Regions from separate parts of the Zea mays genome. Here all the other regions are linked to region 4. A link is a contact called in public Hi-C data. All regions are on one chromosome and are shown on one strand. The core of a region is the stretch at or near the end of the contact, and the rest is flanking DNA. Distances in the headings are between cores, read along the strand shown. Region 1 holds the start of LOC100274674 (tRNA (guanine(37)-N1)-methyltransferase 1). Region 2 holds the start of LOC100193981. Region 3 has its middle 140 kb from the start of LOC118476954. Region 4 overlaps LOC100275976.

What was found. A called contact is a pair of places that touch in the nucleus more often than the background predicts.
Region 1: a contact with region 4 is called in a Hi-C map of ear, with 2.8 times the contacts expected there. The contact joins the promoter of LOC100274674 here to the enhancer-like site in region 4. A contact is called at or near these places in 6 of 25 Hi-C or Micro-C datasets (bundle sheath, ear, leaf and 1 more).
Region 2: a contact with region 4 is called in a Hi-C map of ear, with 2.5 times the contacts expected there. The contact joins the promoter of LOC100193981 here to the enhancer-like site in region 4. A contact is called at or near these places in 3 of 25 Hi-C or Micro-C datasets (bundle sheath, ear and leaf).
Region 3: a Hi-C map of ear shows a contact between it and region 4, with 4 times the contacts expected there. The contact joins two enhancer-like sites. A contact is called at or near these places in 6 of 25 Hi-C or Micro-C datasets (ear, leaf, tassel and 1 more).

What each region holds. Positions count from the first base shown.
Region 1 is chr4:139,047,406-139,052,671 of Zm-B73-REFERENCE-NAM-5.0, reverse strand. LOC100274674 (tRNA (guanine(37)-N1)-methyltransferase 1) reads right to left here and starts at 2,157. Exons shown (of 11, transcript NM_001148994.2): 1 at 1,842-2,157; 2 at 1,604-1,701; 3 at 1,244-1,348; 4 at 893-955; 5 at 739-812; 6 at 1-290. The coding sequence starts at 1,945.
Region 2 is chr4:138,960,005-138,965,268 of Zm-B73-REFERENCE-NAM-5.0, reverse strand. It overlaps LOC100193981, which reads left to right and starts at 3,121. Exons shown (of 6, transcript NM_001139048.1): 1 at 3,121-3,316; 2 at 4,144-4,256; 3 at 4,340-4,711; 4 at 4,792-4,877. The coding sequence starts at 4,199.
Region 3 is chr4:139,580,114-139,585,135 of Zm-B73-REFERENCE-NAM-5.0, reverse strand. No RefSeq gene overlaps it. Among protein-coding and RNA genes, the nearest start is that of LOC118476954, 140 kb to the left of the region's middle. Within about 2 kb of position 2,910, at least 3 of the 20 cell types and tissues checked have an H3K27ac peak or open chromatin away from gene starts, as enhancers often do.
Region 4 is chr4:139,319,976-139,324,896 of Zm-B73-REFERENCE-NAM-5.0, reverse strand. It overlaps LOC100275976, which reads left to right. Exons shown (of 8, transcript NM_001403698.1): 5 at 1,449-1,544; 6 at 1,651-1,810; 7 at 1,902-2,055; 8 at 2,194-2,554. The coding sequence ends at 2,269. Among protein-coding and RNA genes, the nearest start is that of LOC109946038, 7.0 kb to the left of the region's middle. Within about 2 kb of position 2,791, at least 13 of the 20 cell types and tissues checked have an H3K27ac peak or open chromatin away from gene starts, as enhancers often do. A contact at or near this core is called in ear and leaf, where this site is marked.

The DNA of each region.
Region 1 (5,266 bases), core at 908-3,407, 270 kb after region 4:
TATACAACACAACCTTTCTGAGCAGACGGGATTGAAAATGGACCTATACCAGCAAACATGTCACATATAACATCTCCTTTCTTGAACAGGGAAACTAATCTGATATGCTCATGCTCGAGTCTTGAATTCCAGTAGACCAAACCATAATCAAGTCTGAATGTTGCACCATATTGTTTAATTTCAGTAACCATATCATTTTTCCCTGCTAAGATCTCAAACTTCGGGACTCTAAATTCATTTGTTATTGTCCCCACTTTATTCACCACGGTCTGAATCCTTGGATAATTTTTCTGCATATAGATATGATATTGAATGATTAGTGAATTATTAAGCAAGCAACATAGTTTATGATGTTTTCAGATATTCTGATCATCAATAAATCAACAAAGTTAGGCAGCAAAATTTCACATATGTTCATGATATTATCTAATGTTTCCAGTGTTAACTGCTCACAGTGTCAATTCATTTAATACTACTTCGTGTCAATGCAAGTTCCCATCAACCAGCATTGAAGAAATGAAGAGTACGATAAATTGACAACATTTCTAAATCTGTACAAGGCAATCTGCAGAGCTTGCAAGTTTGGTTATGAACCCCTTTTTGGAACATTTTTTGTACAAAATATATATGGCATATGCGTCCTGCATGCATGGTGTTGTGATTTGTGAATCAGAGAGTCTAAGAATATATAAAGCGAGCAAGTTACTAAGAAAAAGAAGTACGTAGAAGTGTGCTTACGTCATAGATAACCTTTGCTATGACATCTTTATATGCTAGCAAGTCATCAGATATGTTCAGATGAGCAACATGACCTGCAGACATCATACAAAAAATATTTAAAAAGAGATAACAACAAAATCAAGAAAAGTATCATCAAGTTTAGTATACTTAACAATTGTCTCAAACGAAGAGGGTACCTCCACTCCAGCAGGCAGGATTCGCTTCAAAATGTGATCTATCAGAAATTTAAAAAAAAACATTGATCAAACCCATAATATTAAAAAATTTAAAAATGGTTGAACTGGTTTTGTCAGCTCAAAACTCATCAATAAAGGAAAAGGCAAATGTCGATGACAATTAATAAGCAGCAATGGGTGAATTATGGCACCCTTTTTAGTAAAGAAGACTTAAAACTTCATAGAAAATTTATAGAACAAAAGAATATGGAAGATATGTACCACAAAGTCGAACGATACTAAAACATAACAGAAATCAGATTATAAAGAAAAGATCTTAAACAGACCTGCACTCCAATATGAATAACCTAGGGTCAATGTGTAAGGTACAACTTCAACATTGCATAGTTGCTTCAATGAATCAAGCGCCTGCTGTGACATGTCAGATAAATCTGCACACCAAAACATTAACACGGGTAAGTCATTATCCTTTAAATACCAAGAGACTGATCAGGACAGAAAATTGTGTTGCAAGAGTCAGAGATTTCTGAAGCCACAGGAACATTTCAAATAGCCTTATATTATAGTTCAATGGAGTAATGTGCTGGCTATTCCAACATGATTTGGTGACGTGGCGCTGCAATGTTTGCTCAGTTAATAGTGTAATTTTTTTGCAACTGACAGAGCCCATCCTAAGAGTAACATACCGGGCTTCTGAATCCTTTCAGACAGTATGACGAGCCGGTTCTTGTCGCCCTCGGGGTCCTCAACTACAGGTTTAACCCTTGGCTTGTCGAGCAGATAACTAAAATCACAGATGGGGAAGGGAAATGAGCCCCCAATTAGTCGTTGACGCAACGGATACTATAACTAAGTTATCCGTTCGTTTTTCATGTTCCTACCAGATTAATTGGATTGGAACCTGGAACAAGGGAGAAACGTTACCCGGAGCGAAGGAGGCGGGTAACTGCGGAGGCGAGCTCACGGGGGATGCGGAGCGCCAAGAGCTCTAACCGCTGCTCGAACTTGCTCTCATCCAGCTTCTCCATAGCCCCTCTCCGGCTCTCCCTCTCTTTCTCTCTCACACACTCTCTCTCTCTTGAACTCCTCCCTCTGGCTGGAGGTTTCTAGGGTTTTGGCCGCTGGGGAATCGGGAAACGGAGCGGGCGTGGCGGTGGCCGCTGGGTGGCGTTTGGGTCGTCCGAATTTTTTTTTAACTTTAGCTATTAAGTTTGACTGATGGACGACTTAATTTCTTTTTTAGACGTTTTGCTCGACGTCAAGGCTGGTGACGTTGGGTAAACATGTCTCGACGGCACGCTGATAATTGATGTGATCTATTTCTACGCCTCACGATTGTGGCGCCGAACTAGACAATGGCTGATTGGATAAGGAGAAGAAACGGATTTCACAGGAAAGGGTGCGTGCTTTTGAAAGGCTTCCTGTGCGACCGTGCCTGACATCTCCCTGACGCAACTACAACACACAACCTCCCTGACAGCTTGATATCATGGAGCACCACGCTACAGCATATAGACAGTTTTTTTATATATGGAAGCCGGTTTAAAATGACAATAATGAGACTATCCACGTCACTTGTAGGTATGAGTGCTTTGAGTAGGACTTATGCTTCTTAAACCGTCGTTATTAGCATGTAGGGTATAATTTTTTATTCTTTTGTTTTAAAGATATTAGATGGTTATACATCCTTTTTCGATCATCTTATATACCGTATTTTTTATCTACGTGCCGACGTCTGACACTATCACGCTGACACATACATATGTACCCATGCATGTTCGGCAGAGGCAACTGGGAGACCATTGCCTAGGTCGGTTCCAAAATCTATGCATCGAGCTAGGTCACATGAGCTGACAGCGTGTATCGAGATACCATCGCATTAGGTACCTCGACGCCATGGCTTATGACGCGAGACATGTTTGAGCGCTATGAGCCATAACACCGAGAAATAGGTCAAAACAACGACATTAAATCGGGTCAAACGTAAATTTTTTTCTGAAAAGGGCTAAAATAAAAAAATCGGCTTGGATTGTGGGATATCGGTGGAAATTATATCAGCTGTTTGGGTCGTGGTTCATGAGAACGAGAAATAAACACGGAAGAGGATATGGAAATAGACCTTTTTCCATAAATCGTATTAGATCATCTTCATCAACATGACCTATAAAAATGTTTTATAGTTTAAAAATAAGTATATTTTTATAGAAAATAAGGCACCAACAAAATATTATGATCTAACAGTAAAGTCTTAAATCTAAATTATAGGGCAGACCACTACGGTTTAGTATATTTGATGTACTTGAGATGGTGCCCTATATTTTTTAATCAAATTTTATAAAATAAGGCATTATTGGAGTAATTTTTTTTCTTTATATAGCCCTATATTTCAATTTGAGACATCAGTTTGAGGCATTGTTGGAGATGCTCTTAGAGCAATTTCAGGAGACTTTCTATATCCTTCCTAATTAATATGAATAGAATTTTTTTTGTAGAAAAAATGTCTTCCACCAGCTTATTTAAATAGTTATCCAAATACAGTTATCTTCTATTCTGGGTTTATCGCTAGCAAAAAATAGAAAATACGAATGACTCTAGAGTGAAAACAATATATAGACAAGTTGTTAGAGATTAGAAAGATATACAAAGTAGTTTTTATGCAAACGACTCTCCAAATGATAATTTAGAGAATGAAATTTAGAAAGACTCTTGGAGACACTTTTGGAGAAGTAAAAAAATACACAATTCAAAGAAAATAAATAAATTGTAAAAACTTTTAAAAATAAAAACTACATATCTCATAAAAATGGTATAATATTATTCCTCGTATTTTTTCACCTCTTTTATATTTTCTTTATCATCTAACTGTAATTGTTTGGTCGGTTTTTTCATGGTAAGTTTATGGTCCTTTTTATGTCATTGTTCGTATCAGGGTTGGACTGATCTAGCAAACAATATTGGCTCGTCCTATAGATTTTGTTCAACATGCTCCTCTCCATGATAGAGGATTCATTGACACTCATTTCTGGTTCCTTCCCTTTGCTTTGTGTTCTGTAACACCCTTATTTTTGGGTATAAAAATTTCTGTGCTCTTTACTCAAAATTCAGGTGTCTTCACTTTTCTTTTCCCTTTATCAAAACATTAGAGAATTATTTTGGTTCTATATTGGCGAGAGCCCTAAAAATGCCATTATTGTTGCATTCTTGCTGTTGCACAGTGTTTCTAAGTGAAATAAGTGTTTGAAACATGTTAATATATCTTGTAGAAGTCTCCCATAAAATTTCATATTTTTCTAAATATTTTTCTATTTTTCAAAATTTAAAACCTATTTATTTGAGGTACTTAAAAACATTTTTCAAAAGTTCTAAATATGTTTTTTGAGTTTATTGGGTGCCAAATCATGTCTAAGAATTTTTCCTATAATTTTTGGAACCTTCAAGATATTTTTCGGATATTAAAAATGACTTCAGACATTTTTTGAAATTACATTTAATTTTAAAAATAAGATAATTACGAAAAATAAATATCTTTAAACCCTAGCAATATATATATGGTTGGAATCCTCTCATCGATCCCTTTCCGAATTCGAAACCCCACCCCCAATCTAGATCTGAAACTGCCGAAATTGCTCGCCGAAGTTCGGGACGGTTCCAACTCCGGTGAACAATTACTTTCTGAAAGGGAAATATAGTTTAACCTTTTCCTATAAATAATTTTGGTGGTTGAATGCCTAACACAAATAATTGGACTAACTAGTTTGCTCTAGATTATATTCTACAGGTACATAAAGGTTCAACACAAACCAATAAAAGATCAAGTTATGGTTCAAAAAGAAAGGAGCAAAAGAAACCGAAGTGTGCCATGATCTAGTGCACCAGGCCGTACAACTCCAAACTCTTCAGCTTCGGGTTTCACAGACGCCGCTCCGCTATAATTCACCGGACTGTCTGGTGTGCCACCGGACTGTCCAGTGCACCAGCGGAGCAACGGCTCTCCAGCGCAACGGTCGACTGCACAGTGCCCTGACAACGCTACAGTTCGCGGCAGAAGTCAGAGCAGAGGTAAGAGGCGCACCAGACAATGAACAGTGCCTGTCCGGTGCAACCAGAAATCAGCGCTCCAATGGTCGACTGCGTCAGAACCCTAACGGTTGGGTGACGTGACTGGCGCACCGGATAGTGTCCAATGGCGCACCGGACTGTCCGGTGCGCCCTAAAAGTCGCCTAGAGGGGGCGGTGAATAGACGGAAACTGAAATTTACAACTTTAAACACAACTACAAGCCGAGATTAGCGTTAGAAATAAAACCAAGTCCAAAAGAGAGGGTGAAAACAAATCATAAGAAAATGAAG
Region 2 (5,264 bases), core at 1,872-4,371, 360 kb after region 4:
TTATGCGAGCCCTAATAATATTATACCAGTGGGTCGAGAGTCTTACGAGACAGTGACAACCGAGTTTGTGTCACGGCCGCCATCGTGTACCGGAGGAAACGAGGTCCACGACGTTTCGGCCAGAAGCGGAGCACCACTTGCGTGTGGAGAAGACCGACTGCTCTCTACGGAGTTACTCACCCGTGGTGCTTGGCCCTTGCGTGGGCTACCCTTTGCGTGGAGGAACCAACGAGGATTAGTCGAGATCTTGCGTGATTCCGGATACCTCGGTAAAAACATTAGCGTCATACACAGGAGTTTGCATCTCTACCTTTGCTCTTTACTTTCTACATTTACATTAAGTACTTAAGTTTTATTCTCTCCTTTCTAGTTAGAATATTTAGGATTGGATTAGGTTACAAAAATGTTTTGCAGTAGAGATAGCAACACTTAGTCAAAGTCTAGTTTACACAATGTAGTTTATATTTTTTGGATAGGTTTTGTTCTATAGATTTATTTGTGGCCTAGTTTAGAGTGAAGTTTTTAGAAATTCTAATTCACCCCCTTAGACATCATCGTCTCTTACAACTTACGTGAATAAAAAATGGTGGATGGGCAGATAGGAGACTTTTTTTTTTTGAAAATGGAAACAAGTTCTAGCCTTTTGCAAATTCATGCATAGTACAAAAAAAACCACGAAAAGAAAACAATTATCTGATTGAAACCATAAACAAAACTAAGCAGCCACAGTCCTAGCATTAGATCGCCACCCATAGCATGGGAAGATCTCCATGGCCACCCCCTCAAAGGAATGACAGACATCAAGAACTTTTGGATGAGAATCTTGTTTTTGCAACAATCTCTAAAATCGGAGCCAATGTGTTTCTCTAAAAATGACTTGTAGAATGGACCATATTGGTTTAAGATTAAAAACTTTATTACAGAAAAGCCAAGTAAACCAAAACATTGCTGCTACTCCAATTAAAAATTTCTTCTGTGTCATTTCTTTGTTGGATTACCAAGCCCCTATAATATGATTAATACTATAAGATTTGTCTACATGGAATACAAAGAAAATGGTTCTCCAAATATTTCTAGCAATATAACAATCAAATAAAAGACAACGAATACTCTCGTTATGTTTACAGTTCAAAATTTCCAACCACATTCATTTTGCATGGTTATCTTCATTGAGGATTACACCCCTCCATAAAAACACAAGAAATTTTTATTTTTTAGGGAGATCTTTAGCTTCCAAAGGAGAGAAAAGTCTATTTTGTTGAGCCCCCAAAGAAAACTCTCTCGAGTACAAATCAGCTGTGGCCAACAAATTTTGCCACTGAACAAATTTTTCTCCACTCACCACATTAAAAAGATTTAGATATTACTCTTTTAGCGATATATTCAAAGGTCATCCATACACAAACCACCTTAGCCATCAACTATCTAAAATTGACCCTGATTAAAAAAATTCATCTTTAATCTTCATGAGGTGCATAGCAAATACTTGTTTTTGAGAATTTGATGTCAAACTTCATCCTTATTGATGATCATTTGCTAAGTAAGCAAATATTATTGGTAGCTAGGTTAGCAACACCTAAACCAACAAAGTCTTTTATTTGACAAATAATTTTGTAGCTACAGACAGGGAATTTAGAAGACTTGGATGCTTGATTTTTCTTATTTCCATTTAATTTTAAGTTCTGTGGAAGATGCTGTACGGTAATGCGTGCTTGCTCGCCAACAAACCGACGGATCTTGAGATAACCCAGTTGACGTTCAGATGTTGATGCCACTAAAAAGTGTTTCCCCAGTAACCGCAACGTATCTAACAACTATGAATTTGTTTTGGGAAGCATAAGCCAATTTCAAACATCGATGCTTTGACAATTGTATATTCATCTCATGCATTGATGATTAATGCATCGAGGAATTGCATTCCATGTGATAAATCTCCAAAGGCTAGATAGTTCAAAACAATTTAGATTATAGTCAGAACATATTATAATCTCAAATCCTAAACTCGTACGAGTACCATTTAGCATTTAAAACCTAAAGCAAAGGCTAGATAGTTCAAAACAATTTAGATTATATGGTCAGAACATACTATAATCTAAACCCTAAACTCGTACGAGTACCATTTAGCATTTAAAACCTAAAGCATTTATAGCCTGTACTAATGGAATTATTTTAATTTTAACCGTTCTTCATTTGAGCATAATCATCTCGGATATCAACCAACAAGGAAGAATAATACTAAACTTTACGCAAAATCAGAAACAAATTCTATAAGACACGGCTCAAACACATGTTTCCAAAAAATCCTCCACGAGATCAGAGCGCAAGCCTCCCTCGCGGACGAGATCTCTGGGTACATCCCTCTCGCAAACGAAGAAATTGCCACAAAACATGGAGAGGTTTTGGGACAGAGTGCGTTTGCTGTGCTCGAACATCAACGAAACACAACCCAAAAAGGACGAACAGTTCTTTCTTTTAGAAAGTAGTAGAAAAGATGTGCCAGCCGAAAGGGCCCAGAAAATCACCGAGGGTGTCAGATCCAGGTGAGTTTAAGCTGGCTCGGATTCAATCTCGCAAGATGGCAGTATGATTGCCGATTGCCTGAACCGGATCCAGTTCAAGGTCCAAACAAGAAGCTGATCTTGCAAACCACACACGATTTTTGTCTAGATCAACGAAAAATTCAACACAAAACCACTAATATGGCGCAATCAATGAAAAAACAACACAAAAGGATTGCCAAGCTTAACGGTTCACAAAAGCTAGAAGGGAACGGAAACACGTCGACCAATCGAGTTTGGAGAATCGAGGATGGCGGCGCCGGCGAGGTGAAGGGTTTCGGCCAGTAGAGGGGATATATATGCGCACGGGCACGAGGGTTCCTGATTAGGGTTATCACGTGCTGACTTGGGCCGGCCCAATGTTAGCTCACATGGAAACAATGGGCCGAGCGGGGAGTGTGCACAGTTCAGGAACGGCCCGTTGAAAGGCTAAAAAAAATACTAATCGAACGGGTTTCCCGAGCCGAGCCGAAGCCGATCCAAAATCCGACCGTTGCCAAGAGCGCTCCCCTACCCTTTTTCCCCTCCTCGCAGTCGCAGCAGCAGCGCACACCAGAAAAGCTTTTCTGCCTCCTCTCCACCTTGCTTCCCGCAACTACCACGCACGCCGAATACTTGGCAAGAAGAAACCCTTTCTCGTCCCGTTGAACTGGCGCCGTCGACTCCACCGGGGCACGCTGTCGCGGGTTGCTCTCCGGTCCTCGTTCTCCTTGCTGCTGAATCCGCTAGTGGAGATCGACCTGATTTCTCCTGTCCTGGTAAACCCTAGCGCTCTCCCCCTCCATTCCTTCCTTTTTTTTTTGCCGTCATTCGCTGTGATGTGAACCACTGAAGCGAAAGCCTAACGTACTTCGGTCCGTTTGGTCTATTCTTGGGATGCCCTGTATGTGGATTTGTTCGCTGTTCCGAGCTTAGCCCTCCGTGGCCCTTCTCTTCTTGAGGGCACACAAGGTCTCAGTGGGGTTCATAATCCATCATTTAGGAGCGGTTCGAAGACTCTTTCATTGTTAATTTGTTTGCAGATGCAGATCGGATGCTTATGCAAAATGCCAGTTAGATCTTGATTGGCTTGATAGTAGAGGATATGTGCATTTTGAACTTTTGATGTTGTTGGGTTCACTAATTTAGTGGTGCTTCCGTCTATGTCATCTCAATGGAAAGTGCTATCACATAGGTGTGCAAATAAAGTCTGCACAGCCACATCACCAGGATCCTATCTAGGCACTGTCTCCCCTTGGTAAATCGTACTCCTCGGTTCTTTTTTATTTGTCACGGTTTAGTTTAAAAATGAACTATCGGGTGACAAATATTCTAGAATGGAGGTACTCGTTATGCAGTTTTGCTACATGGAATTTCATAATCGACCTCTGTAAGATGAAATGCAACTCTTCCCCTGGTTGTGTACTTCTGAATTCTGATCCAGTTTAGTATGTTTGCAGTTTAGTGGTACTTCAAATCCATATTAAATTAAGCCTCTCAGAGCTTATTTCAAATCTTGTTCAGTTTCTGTACATCAGAATTCAGAAATACCGTATAGAAGTCAGCATTTATTATTTCTATATTATGATTAGTTTCTCTTTATCAGTCAATTGGATTTTAGCCCGGCTTTCAAGGTAGAGAAAGAAGCTGTCTGGTCCATCATGGCCTTCCCAACTCCAGCTTCTGTTTTTGTTGACGAGAACCAACAGATAAATAGAGGTGAGATTGCATTTTTATCAAAAACTAATTCGTGAAAAGGATTTTTCCTGAATTAGATACATCTCTTTTATCTAAATGTTCAGGTAAGAGGGCTGCTGGATCAAGGACCAAAGGGCTGAAGCCGTCGGAGAATCCTGGGAATCTAGAGAGGAGAGCTCTTCAGGATTTGTCCAACTTTGCCAAAGGCACAGGTTTGAAGGGCACTTCCACCCTGAAAGAGAGGTCCCAGCGCAAGGCTTTTAGTAATGTGACCAACACTATTAAAGGCACTGCTTTGAAGGACAGGCCCATCACGAAAGAGAAATCTACCCAGAAACAGAGGTCACAGAACCCAGTGAAAATATTATCTGATGAAGATATCAAACTGTGTCATGAGTGGGCTAAGGATGGGGTGGAAGGGTTTCACTCAACACAAAATGATTCTCAGAAGGTTGATAAGGATCTGCTAGCCAAACGTACGATTGCTCTTGGTTCTTAAATGTGTGTATGTTTTTTTTGTCATGTCTATATATGGCTAACTGTGCATGTTATTTAGGTGTCAAGAAGAAAGTGGCGTCAGTAAACTCAGCCTTGCGTGGTTGGTCAGATACGGTATTTGATTCTCTGATGTTTCCAGCTAGGGTATGTGGCTCAACTGCAAACAATATTTTTCACAGTTTGTGTAGGTGGTTCATACGGTTGAACTATGTTATCATTGATTTATTTTACAAAACCATGACCCCATTTCTGTATGACTGTCAGTCCCATACAAGCTCATAATTAAGCAAACGGGATTTGTTATTATTAAGAATGATATATTAGAATGAGAAAAGTATGTGTTACTTGATTGTGCATTTCCCCTTGTTAACTGATACAGTTGTCACTAGTCCGCTCCAGTACCTTACAGTTTTGAGTTTTGACAAAACTATGTTTGTGAGGTAGCATTCTGGGAATTATGAATCTGGCTCTCTACTTGCAACATTTGCTTATTATAATAAGTATATTCTGAAATTGACAGTACTTCTAAAT
Region 3 (5,022 bases), core at 1,661-4,160, 260 kb before region 4:
GGGCACTGTCTAGTGAATTGGACCAATTCTGCCAGACCGAAATCCTTGGGTGGCCTTGGCATCTTGGATCTAGAGCGTTTCAGCCGTGCTTTGCGCCTCAGGTGGCTTTGGCTCAACTGGACTGATTCTAATAGGCCGTGGGCTGGTTCTCAGATACCCTGTGATAAAATAGATGCAGCTTTGTTCCGGGCATCAACATCTGTAACGGTTGGCAACGGACTGAAGACAAATTTTTGGCTTGATGCTTGGCTCTCAGGCAAAGCTCCGATTGACATTGCACCTAGCTTGTACCCCCTGGCATGGCGCAAAAATAGATCGGTGGCTGAACAATTGGTTAACCTCAATTGGACGAGAGGTCTCTGGAGAATGGAAAATGTTCAACAGATGGCTGAATTCATACAATTGTGGAACCATATTGAGGGGTGCAGCTCAATGACCAGGAAGATTGCATTCGGTGGATATGGACCGAGAATGGAGTGTACTCTTCCAAATCAGCTTATCTTGCACAATTCAAGGGCTCTTACAGTGCTTTCAAAGCAAAATCTATCTGGAAGGCGCACGCCGAAGGGAAACATAAGTTCTTTGTGTGGCTGCTCATTCAAGCAAAGATCCTCACAGCAGATAAACTAAGTCAAAGAAATTGGCCATGCAATCCTCTATGTGTCCTTTGCGATCAAGAGCCGGAGACTGCGATTCACCTTTGTCTCAAGTGCCCTTTTGCTTTGGAAGTGTGGGAGTTAGTCAGGTCGTGGACCAATAATCTGATCATGCCGCCCAGCTCAGATATTCAGAGCTTCGATTCGTGGTGGGCTGTTGTGCTCCAAAACAAATCGAAAGAAGATCAACTCACTGTTTCGGGTTTGCTTATGTACTTCACCTGGAATATTTGGAAGGAGCGGAATCGGCGTATTTTTTAGGGCAAGCAAGCATCGACACAAGTGGTCTTTCATCTGGCCAAACAAGAAATGGCGTTGAGACGAGCTGCAGTTGGGCATCCATGTGTAGTATAATGTCTTCTCTTTTTTGGATTGTGTTTGAGTGTTTTTCGTTATATGTAATAGCAACTTTTTAAGACTCTTGTTTCCCTTCTCTCCTTAAATGAAATAGCAGAGCTCCTGCACTAAGTTTTCAAAAAAATATATAACTACCAGGAAGCTACTTACTGAACTTCAATACTCTACACAAACGCAGAACGAGGGCGCTGGCCACCCGAATTTCTTGACTAAAAACCGCATCAAATTACAATCCTAGAAGTTCGGTAGAACAATAAACGTATGGAAGTATTTCTAGCCTAAAGACCCTTCCTACCTCACCCAAAGATGGACGCTAGCCTTAAGTGGAGATACAAGCAGGGCTCCTGGCGATGGGGATTCTTTTCTGTGGACCGCGACCAACGGACGAAGAGGCAAGCGGCGAGGTGGGCTGCTGGGCAGAGCGTGAGGTCAAGGCTGGTGACGCCAGGGGCTAGAGCGCTAGAACACCGAAAGTTCTCACTTGGAGCAGGGAGCACAGCAATGGAAAAAGGAAGGAGCACTTTGCTGCGTTGGTGCATATCACGACAGAGAAAGGTTTTGGCATACGATGCCAGCAGCTGTGTGGCAGCTCTTGTACATGGCAACAGCAGAAACTGCACAACACAAGCAGATACGTGGCCGCATTTTGATGGCTCAGGGACAGCTGGGTTGGGATAGGTGGTGGTTTTTTTTAACCAGTGCAACCAAACTTGAAGTAGCAAACAGGCTTCGGCTGACTTGTAGCCTGAGCATGCCGGCCCCCTCTGCCCAATCTGAAACCGGTCCAGTCTCCATTCGCCCAGTTAAGGATCGGCTTATAATCCTCTTCAACTACCTGCTTTTCCAATATCAAACCTCAGCCTCAGCTTGGATTGACACATTGGAACACAACAGAGGCGGGAGGATCGTTCCGCTCCCAATCTGAATTTTAAACTGTGCTCAAATCACTATACCAAGCCTAAACCTAGAACTTCCAATCAGATTTTCTCTCATTTCCCTATGCTGGCTTGATACACTTTCTTACTAGGAGCTTCTCTTCTATGATCACTCTCCAACTTTACTTTAACGGATACTAGCTAAAACTCAACAGACTTCAGGTTAGAGAGCTCCAAAGTTGGAAATCCACCAAACTACACAATTCAGCTAACTGAACTAAATTCAGCACCCTCTACCTAACAGAGCAACTTGGAATAACCTTTTCTCCCAATTCAAAGCAAGGATAGGGAGATCCTTCTCAAAAAAAATTGCTCCCCAATATTAGATCTTCAAGTTTAATGCAATGATCATCCACCAAAACTTCAAGAATTGAGACTTAGAATGGTCCAAAACTGAGAGGAATTCACGGTTTCTAAAAATTCAGCAAACTGAATTACATTTTAGATTCTGAAACTGAACTCTACACCAAACTGAACCCCCACCTTTAACTCCATTACTCCTCACAATTCCAAACAATAATAGGCCAACCTTGACTAATAAAATTTGTTTACCAAACATATCTGTACAAGTTTGCTGCAGCAGCCTTAGGTCAAAGATTCATGGATCAAGAGTTATAGTGCTCCAAAAATAGGTGGAGAACACATAAAATTCTGTTTCAGCTGACTGAAACCATATACCTGTCAGTGAAAGTTTTGTGACGTTTTATCCAATTTTTTTACACAGCAGCAATACCAATGCTTCACTGACCTTTGAGGAGTAGGGAACGAGCACCACACGACCGAGACAACCTCCGAGGAATCCGGGCCACGACGAGGGTGAGAACTGCTGTTGTGGTCACCAGACAGGGTGCTGGCGTGCAAGGGTTCAGGGCAGGCCAACAGATGAGGTTGGGGAGAGGGTTAGAACCAGAGTGGGCACAAAAACTACAACACACTCACTGTGAACCTTGACCAGAGCTTGGGGCAGGGAGAAAATTCCACTAAAGCCAAGCCCTAAGGCACTCAATATGTGAGCAAGTACCCTTAACTTGTTCACAACATAGTGGAGTACTCCCTGGGCGCCAGCACTGCACAAGATTACATACGTGTCAAACAAATACCCAACACTAGGCCAGCTCTTCAACATACACAAATATCTCCCCCTGTCCCATACTAGAGACAGTGAACAAAATGGATAAGGACTCTACTGCTCACAGCCCCCCACAACAGTCCAAACCCTAGATATTTACAGTATGGAGAGCCCCAGATCTTCAGGGATGTATCCCAACTCGAGCACATGGCTAGAGTACAGCAGAGAGAGGATCTTGTTCAGTTTCTGAAACCAAACTCTGAAGTTAACTGAAACAGCACTACTACTCCATTCCACTTCTCACTGTTTAAGCCCTTGGATCTCACAATTCCCCTTAACAACAGACCCACCTCCATTAATCAAAGATACTGTCTAACTATAGCCCTACCAACTTGGTATAGCACCCCTAGGCTGAAAACATTCATAACCATATTTATGAAGCACCAAAGTAGAGAAAAACTGCTGAAACCCCATTTTCAGCTTAACTGAAACAACACCCTACCATTCTGACAGGGAGTTTTGCAACACTCTTCTTTCTAAATTCTACACACTAGCAAGACCAACTCTGTGTATGAAACTTGTTCTTCTTGATATGGTCTTCCATTTTGCTATGGAACTGCAAACCCAAATCTCCTTGCACTATAGAGCTCCAAACTAGACACCCTTGTGCTGAATTTCAGTTTACAGTGAACTGAATACAATTCAGTTTCAGCAACCTGACAGTCCAAATTTGAGCAGCTGTTACTCAAATCTTCGTATAGGATCATGTCCATCACCTTAAAAGAATGTTATTCACCACTATATGGTCTTCACTTCCTCTACATAAACCATGGTCCAAAACTGCATCGAACAGGCAGTACACAACCCCAAAACTGCACTAAAAATATTAATTTCAGATTCAGATACTATTCCCAATCTGAAAAATTCAGAATTCTGACAGCCCCTCTTTAGTCACCTTTTTCTCCTGGTTCCAAATGATTCTAGGGCATGTTTCTCAATAAAGTTTATACTCCTATAGTTCCTCTACAAGTTTTATATAGTGACCATTAACCAAAGCCTCTTGTATTCCAAACCACACTAGCCCAAAGTTTGCATCAATTGCTGAAATTAAGACTCAGAATTTCAATGTCTGAAATCAACAATTTCTGACAGCTCTACTTTGGACTAGTTTTTCTCCAAGTTCCAAATAGCTTTAGGGCTAGATTACTTAACAAAACTTGTACTCCTCATGTGGCCCTATAACTTTGTTATAATGACCATCTTCAAACTGTTTATAAATCGAAAGTTATGAAGGCCCAAACACAGCTAGTTGATATTATTTTCAGCAAACTTCAAGTCTGATTCAAAACTGAATTAAGCTTTTTACTCCAACTTTTCCTCTAAAACTTGGAATTCTCCATACATGAAAGTTGTTCAACTTTTCAAAATATACAACTTTGATATATGGACCACTAGCAAATTCTCTCTAGATTTAAAACTCCACTTTTGGGCTAGTTGAGGGTTTCAAATGTGACTCCTTCTCATCTAGTGATTTATCAACTCAATCCATACTCCTAAAAGCCAAGTGACTCCCCTTAATCTCAAATCCAACTCTAGTATATGAAGCTCATGTCCAAAGTGTCCTTAGTTTCGAATTTGCTTTACTTAACCATCTCTTCCAAGCAAAACTCAAGTTAAGGTTTGGATTATTCCAGTTCCTTAAGTGCTTCTTCCACTTGACCATAATTCCAAAACAAGGCCACTTTGGGCTCTAAGACCTACCTTTAGCACTTAAGACTCCAAGTCAATTTGTTACTTGCTTAGAGACGACTTCTCTTCCCATGTCTCAAGCAAAGTTCTTAACCTGAGCTCTATACTCTAATACACAACACCATATTCATTGATTTTTTTGACCTAGTGAATGCATTCTAGGTGTATCAAGCAGTTAATGCAAATGCTTATGATGACATTTTAGAGTTTTAGTTAACGTAACACCAGGGGTGTTACAGCTACATTTGATGGAAGT
Region 4 (4,921 bases), core at 1,542-4,041:
GCTAACCAACTTCTCCTACAAACTCTCAACTAACTCCTACTTTCTTGGACTTATCTGATGCTAACCAACTCTCCACAATTCTCTCATTTCAATCTTATTCTCTAACCTTATCCCAGCTCATCTCAATCTTATTCTCTAGCCTTATTCCAGCTTGGCTGTTGCCTCTCGCTCCCTATTATGCCCATGACAGATGGAGACCTGGAGTGACATGTGTACAACTACCTGGATCCCATGGCGTAGACCGGCGAGTGCCGAGACCTGGGAGTGGCCACAACAACGACCTGCGAAGACGCCCTCGTGGAGGCCGGTCCAAAAGGAATCCAACTAGTGAGGCACACATTCAGTCCAAACCATTGTCATGCACAGAAAAATCCAGTCTAGTCCAGTGTCTCATCAATCCAAATCCAATCCAATCATCCAAATACATTCGTCCTCGAGGGTACCCACCGTCTCAGCAGCCTGTTTTAGCTTGCTGGCATCACCGACTGAGTTTGACATCTCCAGGGACAAGCAGAGATGCAGTGGCACGCTGTCATGGACGAGCTGCTACACGCCTCCGCTCGCACGGCCTAACCAGGTGGTCTTCCAGTACCATATGATCCAACACCCGGGGCCATGAGACAATGACGATTTAAGACAGAGCGCATCAATGCCGGACATGGCAGAGACGGCCAAGCTATGCTGGTACACAAGCTACACTCCATTCGAGGCATGGTTCGGCAAGCTGGAGAAGCATATCAGTACACACTTTTTAGGCGGCAGGGCGGCAGGCATCACTGCAGTAGCAGGAACAGCTGGAGGAAGGCCACCGTGAGCATCCACTCGAAGCTGGAGATGCACACGGTGAAGGTGCCGCTGCCCACATGGGAGAGGCACCGGGAGGAGGGGAGAGGTCCAATGGATATTTGGATATCCAGCCTTCTATCCAATCCAATCCAATCCTGTTTGGATCTCATGGCAATGAATGTCCTGGTCTAAACAACATCCATTCAATTAAATCAAAAGCGGGTTGAATCCATTTGGATTTTGGATGATCCAAATCCATTTTCAGGTATAATTGAGATTTACTTTTCGGTAAACTGATTTTAATGTGTAGCTGTGAAATTTAGAATCAACAAACAAGTGATGAGCAGATTATTATGTACTGTGGGAAGCTGTGAAATTTAGAATCAACAAACAAGTGATGAGCAGATAAATATGTACTGTGGGCAGCAACTCATGTTATGTATGTTAGAAATCCAAAGCCTACTTTTAAGTCTAGGCTTCACTGTATATTTCAACAAGAATTGCAGCAAGTTTCTTTCTCTCTACGACTTCCCAACTTAACCACGATGACAGATGCATTATGCATTGTCCAAATATGATTACCTTGCTTGTTGCAGTCTAATAACTTCCTTTCATTTGCATTGTCTTTGCTGCTGCTCACTTCGATGTTTTGATGTGTTTAGGTACAATGTGGTCTACCGGAACTAGAAAAGGAAGTTGACGAAAAGATAGACCAGTTCAGTGCATGGGTGGAGAAACACCCAAACCGCAGAAGCCAGGTCTGAAGTACAACAATTAGACATATGCTGCGTTTTACTTCTGTTGCTGCTGAACTATGTTATCTTCTGATTAAGATAAGTGGCTTACCTTCCCTGAATATCTCAGATCTGCCTCTCCTTTTTCGACGAGAAACACAGACACCCTGGTTGGTTTGTCAACAAAACAGAGCGCATCTATTGGGAGCAATGGTTCATCAATTTGCAAGTCATGTTCCCCAAAAGATACAGCAAGTCAAACAGCTCCAAAGGGCTGACAAACATCCAAGGTAATTTTGTTAACTAAAGTTTCACAGACGTCATGAGGCTACCATAAGCATATAGAATGTAGCAGTAACATTTTGTGCAATATGCTCCTAGCAAATGCCGTGGAGGAGACCAGCACAAGGCGTGCTGCATTGGAGGCGTCGATTAACGAAGTGCTGTTCCAGATCATAAAGTTCGCCAACGAGAAAAAGGACCACATTCCTGCTATCCCTGACAGGATTTTCAATCACGAGATCATGATCCCAAGGTGAGTGATATATTTGATATTGGTCGGCCTGTGATAAGGCCCATCCTTAGTTAGCCTAAACAATTTTTTTGTTTTGTTAAGATTCTCTACATATATCTCGATCAACAGGTGACCCCTTTTCCTTGGACGTGTTGACAGCTCGGATTCTGTATTTGGATGGAACACGGACGTCATTCGCAGAGTTCTGAATAGCGGGCACCCATACTCGCTTTAACTGAAGACGACATCTCAGTGGGCGCCCGTATTCAGTTTATTAGCGTGCTGCCGCCCTCTCTGGAAGACGGCTCTGTTAACCATCGTGGTGAACCATATAATATGCTTAGGGAAAACCTAGTTCTGTGTACATAACCCTGCTCATCTGGCTTGTACATACTGTGTTGGGATCTTGCTCATCGGTCAAACATTCTTAAGTTTGATTAAGTTTATAAAGAACAATATTATGATTCTAAATAAGTTTATCATGTAAAAGTATTTTTCATGATTGATACTTATTGCGAAGCATCTCGGGAGTGAGTTAGGTGGTTCGAGTAACATTCCTTAAGTCTTGAATTCGAATTTTAGACTAGGGTTAACGAAATTCTCTTGTTTGTCCTACATTAAAGCAAGTCTAAATTTTGGTCCTGGTTCTGATCGTTGACATACAGGCTAAGGTGATGCTATGTAAGCACAAGTCTAAGTTTTGGTCCTGGTTCTGATCGTTGACATACATGGTAAGGTGATGTTATGTATGGGTAGAGCACTGACCTATGGGATGGGTAGAGCACTGGCGTATGGGCTGGGCTGCTGTGTATGGGCGTGGTAGGAGTTGGAGGTTTTTGAGATCTTAATACAATTAACGGTGACTGTCTTATCTTCTACATGTCATATTTTTTATTAATACTTATTTAATATTATAAAATACTCTCTTTGTTATAAATTATAATTCGTTTGACTTTTTTTATCAAGTTTGACCGGCTTGTCTTATTCAAAATTTTTGTGAAATGTTTTGAATAAGACAAGCCAGTCAAATTTATAAAAAAATCAAACAAATTATAAATTGGAACGGAAGGAGTATTAGTATTTTTTTTAAATATATTTGGCTAAACTTAAACCTGTTTAACTTTTTGCAAAGCAATAGTTGTTTTGTTTTTGTGTTTGAGGGAGTATAATTTATGGACTCTCCATGGTCTATATATTTTTGGTTGAACAAAAATGTAGCAGACTGATCTACAGATTGAAGCTTCTTCGGATGATAAATAGATGATGTGGAATTGGGTTTTCCAGGGTTCCTCGGTCTGCCGGGGCCTGACCTAATCGTCCAAGGCATCTTGGAGGTCGCTTTAGCTCAAAGCAGATATCTTTTTGATCTTCGAGGACACTTAGAACTTAGGAGGTGTTTGAGTGCACTAGAACTAATAGTTAATGGCTAAAATTAGTTAAGACATCCAAACATCTTAACTAATAGTTTAGCTATTTTTATAGATTAGTTAAGAGTTAGATAGTTAATTATAGTTAGTTAATTTCACTAACAATTTTTAGCCAACTAACTATTAGTTCTAGAACATTCAAACACCGCTCTCAGATTTGCTTAACTATGTTTAGGCTTAGGGGCCCTTTCGAACACAAAAAACATTGGAATTATACTGAAATTTTACAGGAATATATTTAGAGATGGCAATGGGCCATGATCACTGATTCCCCGAGGGAATTCTTTCGTTAGGGTTTGTTCGGTTACGCCAATCCAGAATGAGATTGGAGGGGCCATCCAATCTGCTTCTAGATTGTGTAACCGAACAAGCTCTTAGGGGATTGGAAAGTTTCTTCCTCCATGGGATGTAAGCAGAGAAAATTCTTTCTCCGACGGATAAACAGGAATGAGGACAGAAAAGCATTTCCTATCACTGCTCTTCGCGGGACCTGTTAAACTTGTATGTACGATATTTTCGTATACTAGTTAAACTTATTGTACAAATATATTTATTTTGATGTTTCTTATATTTAACAATATATATAAGTAAAAATGTTTTGCATTAATAACAAGAGATGTATGTCTTATTTATAATTTAAACTAAGACGAGGATCTTCGTTGGGATTTATCCCCATATAGAACTTTTAGGCTAGTTTGGGAACCTCAATTTTCCAAGGGATTTTCATTTTTCCAAAGGAAATTAGTTTATTTTTCCATGGGAAAACATAAATCCCTTGAGAAATTGGTATTCCCAAACTAGCCCTTATATGAGTTCTAATGCATTCTGTTAAGCGTTCGTGAGAACTGTGGGAATTTTTTTTCGTCGTAGTTACTAGGGGTGGATAACGAGCGAGCTCGGCTCGTCCGAGTTCGAGCTGGCTCGTTAAGCTAACGAGCGAGCTCGACTCGTTAAGGTAACGAGCCACATAGTCAGCTCGGCTCTGCTCGTTTACGAGCTCGAGCTGGCTCGTTTAGCTCGCGAGCGAGAGCAGAAAAAATAATATGTACATACTAATTATTTTTTAGTTAATTTCAAACTAACTTAACAATAGAAAATAGTAATTATACTCATAGTTTCACAAACCACGTCAATGTAATACTAAAGTAATACAATTCATCACTTATTAATTCACTATTCACATACATGTTCATCAGTTTAACCCATAATTATATTTGCATAGACCAAATTAACACATAGACATAGTTCATTAATCATTTGTTTAATTCATAGGCCATAAATACCTCACATATATATAACATGTTTATCAATTATTGTATAAATGATATGCATATAGTTTCGTTTTGCTGGAATATGGTAGCTCGTTTAGATCGCGAGTTGGCTCGTTAATAAATTGAGATGACTCGTTAACAAACCGAGCTAGGATGTTAAGTCAGCTCGTGGAAATTCAAATGAGCCGA